Linked DNA regions of Hordeum vulgare: region 1 is linked to region 2. The links are chromatin contacts, called in public Hi-C maps. All regions are on one chromosome and are shown on one strand. The core of a region is the stretch at or near the end of the contact, and the rest is flanking DNA. Distances in the headings are between cores, read along the strand shown. Region 1 holds the start of LOC123448903 (ran-binding protein 1 homolog a-like). Region 2 holds the start of LOC123446597 (dnaJ protein ERDJ3A).

The links. Hi-C and Micro-C count contacts between places; a contact is called where the count stands out from the background.
Region 1: a contact with region 2 is called in a Hi-C map of seedling, with 5 times the contacts expected there. The contact joins the promoter of LOC123448903 here to the promoter of LOC123446597 in region 2. A contact is called at or near these places in 3 of 6 Hi-C or Micro-C datasets (leaf and seedling) and 1 of 1 datasets of contacts at active chromatin or transcription factors (embryo).

What each region holds. Positions count from the first base shown.
Region 1 is chr4H:449,838,962-449,841,971 of MorexV3_pseudomolecules_assembly, forward strand. LOC123448903 (ran-binding protein 1 homolog a-like) reads left to right here and starts at 1,559. Exons shown (of 4, transcript XM_045125938.1): 1 at 1,559-1,859; 2 at 1,970-2,121; 3 at 2,230-2,355. The coding sequence starts at 1,708.
Region 2 is chr4H:449,612,132-449,615,178 of MorexV3_pseudomolecules_assembly, forward strand. It overlaps LOC123446597 (dnaJ protein ERDJ3A), which reads right to left and starts at 1,477. Exons shown (of 7, transcript XM_045123174.1): 1 at 1,201-1,477; 2 at 779-834; 3 at 603-676; 4 at 1-251. The coding sequence starts at 1,293.

The sequences.
Region 1 (3,010 bases), core at 309-2,808, 230 kb after region 2:
GACAAACAAAGTACACCTGCAATGCACGCCCCCGATGGTGTTTCCTTCATTTACCAGGTAGAGTTCCCTTATGATTGTTTGTTGTTGTTTGGTGGCCACAAATCCACAATTTAGGCCCTTAGCCAAGCGTACGCTACGCCTGTGTGTGGTGCTCGTGATCTACTTTTGCTACCTTGGGCGCCTCGACTTCGGTGGTGCACGGCTCATAGGTGTGAGGAGGATGGGAGATAGCGTGCGTTGTACTTGGGCACGAAAAAGCGTTTAGGCGGGCACATGTATTGGACTCGTGCACACTTTTATGTAGTCGGTGTGCTCGTTCCATCATTTGATAAAGTTGTAGAGACCTCCTCCGAAAGACTAACCATGAATGTATCCCATGCATGCATAGTTGCCATCTTGTCTTCACTTGGCATGCCTTCAAACGAATGAGAGACATCGTGCAGGCGAGCGACAGTAGAGGGGACCTCATGGGTTATCACTTGCATGCTTTCCGTCCCGTCAAGCACATGCATTGGATTCACTTGAGAGCCATGGTAGGTTGCATGCGTCGAGTCCCATCAGTAACCACCAACTCCAGTGATCCCACATAAACTTGCCTGTTTGTCTGCACCGGATCTTGAAGTGAGTTCCTATTAGCCGCCACATGTTCCACTACCACGTGATGCAAGCGAACCTCTCATATGTCGTGTTCCGAAACCGGTCACATGGGGCTAGAGGCACAAAACGACGAGAGCTGCCTGGTCCCAAACTAATCGACTTTGCTTTCCACACTTACCACGTGATCTCTCGCCATAGAATTCGCCATGCGTCGACATGTGGTAGGCGGTCCATCTGCGCTATGTCCAATGGCATGCACAATGCTTTGAGTCCTACCGATGACGTTCGCGTGACAGATGGAAAGCGTGACACCCTCCACAACCAACAGTGTTTGAAATTGGAGCAGCCATGCGTGGATTTGGAATTGCCATATCGGTAGTGCGACACAGACGAAGACTCCCCCGTCATGGGCTGGTGGCCTGCACTGATCCTCCTGCCGCCTTGTCCTAGGACGCCCACCACCTCGCGCAGGGCTATCACCAAGGCGCTCACAAACATCTTATGACGGCGAGGAAGGGAGGGACGATGACGACGGTGGAGGCGATGGATCGCCATCGTCATCCTCCGAGTCGTCAACCAAGGCACCCGCAACTAACTGCACGATCCTAATAGGAATCACACTTCTGGTTGCACTAATAGGACACTGATCTAAAACAAATATTGAGAAAGTATTCCGAATAAATACACTTTTGACACATGTAATTTAATGGAATCACGCCTCCTGCTGCACTATATAATGTTTCCCCAAAACTACACCAAAACTTGAACATGTGAAATGACTGTGATTTAAGTATCCACTAATAGGCAATAAACAAATAAATATGCAATAGTTTTTTAAAGTATGAATTTTCTGATATTAACCCCATGAAATCAGAAAAATGAATTCGGATCAACACCCTACTAATGCTTTCCCCGGAGACGCGACTCAAAACCCTACCAGGGGTACTGCTTTCCCCAATCCGACCTCTTTCCAGCGCGCACGGTCCAGCCCCATGCTGCTTTTATAACCCCCCGGCTCGGGTTTCTCTCTCCTCTCCACCGCGGCGGCCGCAACAGGTAGCAACAACTCTGGTAGAGCAAGCGAGCGCCGCCCCAAGCCCTACTCCCGCAATGGCCGATCCAGCGGAGCACCGCGAGGAGGAGGAGGAGGCCGCGGCGGCGGGTGAGGAAGAGGACACCGGCGCCCAAATCGCTCCCATCGTGAAGCTTGAGGAGGTTGCCATCACCACCGGTGAAGAGGACGAGGACGTCCTCCTCGACATGTAAGCCGCCGCCCTCGCCGTTACTTCGCTCGATCTGGCCCGATCCGATCGTTCTCGGCTTTGATCTAGGTCTGACGCGTCTGGTTCGGTGTTCCTTCTTGTGTCCGTAGGAAAGCGAAGCTGTACAGATTCGACAAGGACGGGGGGCAGTGGAAGGAGCGGGGCACGGGCACCGTCAAGCTGCTCAAGCACAAGGAGAGTTCCAAGGTCCGCCTCGTCATGCGACAGGCCAAGACCCTCAAGATCTGCGCCAATCACCTCGGTACTTCTTTGCTTGGGCCTTTTCGGGGGATAATTCTCGGTGGTGATTTCGATTTGCAGATTAGATGGATGGGCGGTGTTTTTTGACATCTTGGTATTTGGTGTGCAGTTGTGGCGACTACAAAGATGCAGGAGCACGCCGGGAGCGACAAGTCGTGCGTGTGGCACGCGCTGGATTTTGCCGACTGTGAGCTCAAGGAGGAGATGTTCGCCATCCGCTTTGGATCGGTGGAGAGTGAGCACCGAACACCCTATCATCTGTGCAGCTTTTGTGTTTTTTTTATCGTGCATCATTCAAAAGGATTGGTTGCTGTCAGGCTATGGATCTATGGATTGCGTGTTCTCAAGCCAAGTTTGTTGTGGGCAGTGGGTTTAACTAAGCAGTACTCCGGGTTGATCTAGTGTCATACCGGCCTTTGACTTTAAACGCCATAGTAGAACGGCATCAGTGTCGGACCTAGAAAGAAAATGTCCTGGCATCCTCTTTATAAAATATACATGCATCTCTTTTATATTTGACCTACAAACAAAATGTCCTGGTATCCTCTTATAAAATATACATGCATCTCTTCTATATTTGGGATGTCACACCCTAAATTTGCATCAATTATAGTAAAGAACATATTTTTGGACAGTGTCCGGTGCACCCCCTAGGTATTGGTAGGTACGCCCTGAATGCCACAAAGATCATTAGCGTAGTACTCTTCCTGTATACTACTCCCTCTGTACCTAAATACTTGTAGCTGGGGAGAACACTACAAGTATTTAGGTACAGAGGGAGTATCATTCAGCGACATATTTTCATGGCATTGCTTTGCATGTCCTTATCAGTAGTCAGTAATGTATAGCACTGCCTTACCTCTTGATCTTTTGTACTTCTGTAAGTTTTT
Region 2 (3,047 bases), core at 227-2,726:
AAGATTAAAGCCAAATGGATTGCCACCGTCAGCTCCAGGGTTGCCACCAAATGAGAAGGAAAATGTTTTCGAATTTCCCTGACCACCCATTGTCTGCCATCCATCACCGGATGAGAAATAGGTAGTCCTGGGGCCACCACCAGTGAAGTCATGGCTCCCAAAATTTCCAGCACCCATACCTGGGTTACCCTTCTCATCACCATAGAGATCATAGTTTTTCCTCTTCTCTTCATCGGACAAAATCTCATGTGCTGCAAACATGACACCAATGCACATTAGAAAATTCAGAGTGACAGTAAAGGATGCGCTCATAGTTCAATTTATTGCCTCTTCTTCACCACAGAATGAAAAACAATTCACTAACAGGAGTTACAGAAGTCCTTGGTGGACTGATAAATCAATTGCAAAGAGAAGCAAATGTAAAATAAACACAGGCAAGAACATGAATTGGACAAAATTTCGTAAACCCTGAAAAGCTCAAGGGGCAACATGCATCACTCAGAGTCAGAGTGTGCCTGGAGGTAACTGAACTATGTCTAAAATGCCAAATGAATCGAGGTATTAATACCGGTACTTTGAACAGACATAGTTGGGTGTCTTACCATTATTTATCTCTTCAAATTTCTGTTGTGCACCCTTCTCTTTATTCTTGTCAGGATGGTATTTTAGCGAAAGCCTGTGGACACCAGAAAATAGAAATAAAAATCGGATGCTAAACTATGAGGGTTAAAACATAATCATAATATGTTTTCCTCAAATCGAAAAACTGGAAACATACTTGTGAAAAGCTTTCTTAATATCCCTTTGGCTGGCATTCTTGTCAACCCCAAGAACCTGCAACCAGAAAAAGAAGGGGTGATGTTAAGATATACCAATAGTGTGTTAACAACACCTTCTTAACACCTTGATGTTAAGAAGGGATGTCAGAGTTCATAAGCATCTGGACGCCTATTTGGTGCAAAACGGCTGAAATGGAAGCACAGTTTTATCACTTTCAGCCCCTCTACATTTAGTAACGGCAACCGATAAACAAAATTAAGGTCCACCATGGTACACTATCGGGTTCTAGCCTCTGAGAAAAGCATTCATACACATCGCTTCAGCTCATGGTGCGTTTAGTTGACATTGAATTTGTCAAAAGCCGAAATCACATTAGCTATATAGCCCCAAATCATGCGAATTTTTGACGCAATCACTCACCTTGTAGGGATCCAAGGTTTTGGCCGCGACATGCAGGGCGATCGAACTGAGGACGAGAGAGGCGACGAGGAGAGATCGGATTGGGATCCCCATCGCGCACTGCTTCGATTCGGGTTTCGCTCCTCGGCGCTGAGCTTTCTGGGTTAAGATTATCGGTCAGGCTCGCTTCTTTAGGGATTCCTCGGGTTGAATTTTGGTTCGATTTGGAGGGAAGCGGTGGCGGAAAGAGAGTTGTAGCCATCGGGGAGTGCCGCCGATTATGGAGAAGCGGGCCGAGAAATCGAGATGTTTCGCGACCGAGTCCACGTGGCGCGAGGAGGCGTCCTCCAGCGAATTCGACCAATGGGGTGACAGCTTTCCATCCCGTGTGCGTGGCGATCACAGTGTTCGACTCGAACCAAGTGCCACGCAGGATGAAGAGCATCTTAGACGTTTTTTTTTTCTTTCTTTAAGGAAAGACATCAAAGTTAAAGAAATTAGACCATGTCGTATGACAACACGTAAGAGGATGCTGAAGTCGTCACACCAAAAGACAACCAATTACGCAACGACTAAGATTCAAAGAGAGCCAATATATTTAACAACACAAATTCTCACGAGCCATTATTTGCGTCGGATCGGATGTCGCCAAGATAGAAGAGGCCATCAAGACTCTATTCAAACACGACATTTGTCGCTACCACCTCTTCGATGTCTCCACGAAAACAAAACTAATGAGGTAAAGAAAAACGAAACGAAGGGTCCCATTCCTCTTGTCGCCAACAATGCAGCCGACGGGGGAGAGGAGGGGGCGGGCTCTTAGTGTTAAGACCCGATACATGCAATATAGTCAATTAAATTTACCCAATATATATTTACTCATCCACACTCCATATTTCTCCCTCTAACATAACACACATGTCTTTAAAATGTCCATGCACTTTTTGGAACACCATAGGTGCGGCATCCCCTTGGCAATACAGAGGATAAGGGTCCCCAGATTAGGGGGGATGGGTCATGCTCGCGTCCTAGCCGCACGTGTCAACTAATGCAGACAGGGGTCGCCACGTGTTCAAAGCTAGGGAGGCCCTAAACACCGGTGTCCCCAGGAACCTGCCCCAGTCATCGCTAGACCCCTCCCCCTCGCCTCGAGGATTGGTGAGTCTCCCTTGTGGGCATCCCATGATGTCATGTCTTTTTTACTGCTCGACTTACGCGGCCAAAGTGGCTAGTACCTAGAAGAACAATGATAAAGGTGGCGACATGACTCTTCACCTTGTGATAAAGCAAAATCCAGCACATCTTGGGTAGGGTGTCTCGATCTAAACGTCCAAATATGAAAGTAACAAGCACACGATATTTTAGCCCTATTTGGGCTCTCCTAAAAGTTAAGATACTATGCCATGCTTGTGTTTATTGCTTTTGATTGGAGTACTCTAGTACGTATGATCTACCCTGAGATTATTGTGTGTCCTCTATGGGCCCTCCCCTCAATTTCTATAGATACCGAGGGGGCTAGGGTTACATTGTCCTAGTAGGCTACGTATGTGGAAATAGAGTCTATGACGAATCTGACATCTTGGGCTACATGTCAAGTCTTTGGGAGCCTTTCGTTGATACGCCAGGGGCCTTCTGGCATGGGCCATTCTTGAAACGACATGCAGGTCCTCAACTCGGCCCACCTGGCCAGGAGATGATGTGGTGAGAGATCCCTTAGCCAGGACACCATAAGTAGCCCTAGAACCGTCTTCAAATATGGATGCACTTCAGCTCTTCCGAGCGGATCTTCATCTTCGCTCGTCGATTGATGACCCACAAATATAGGAGATCAATCGTAATCCTTTCGATAAGTAAGAGTGTCGAACCCA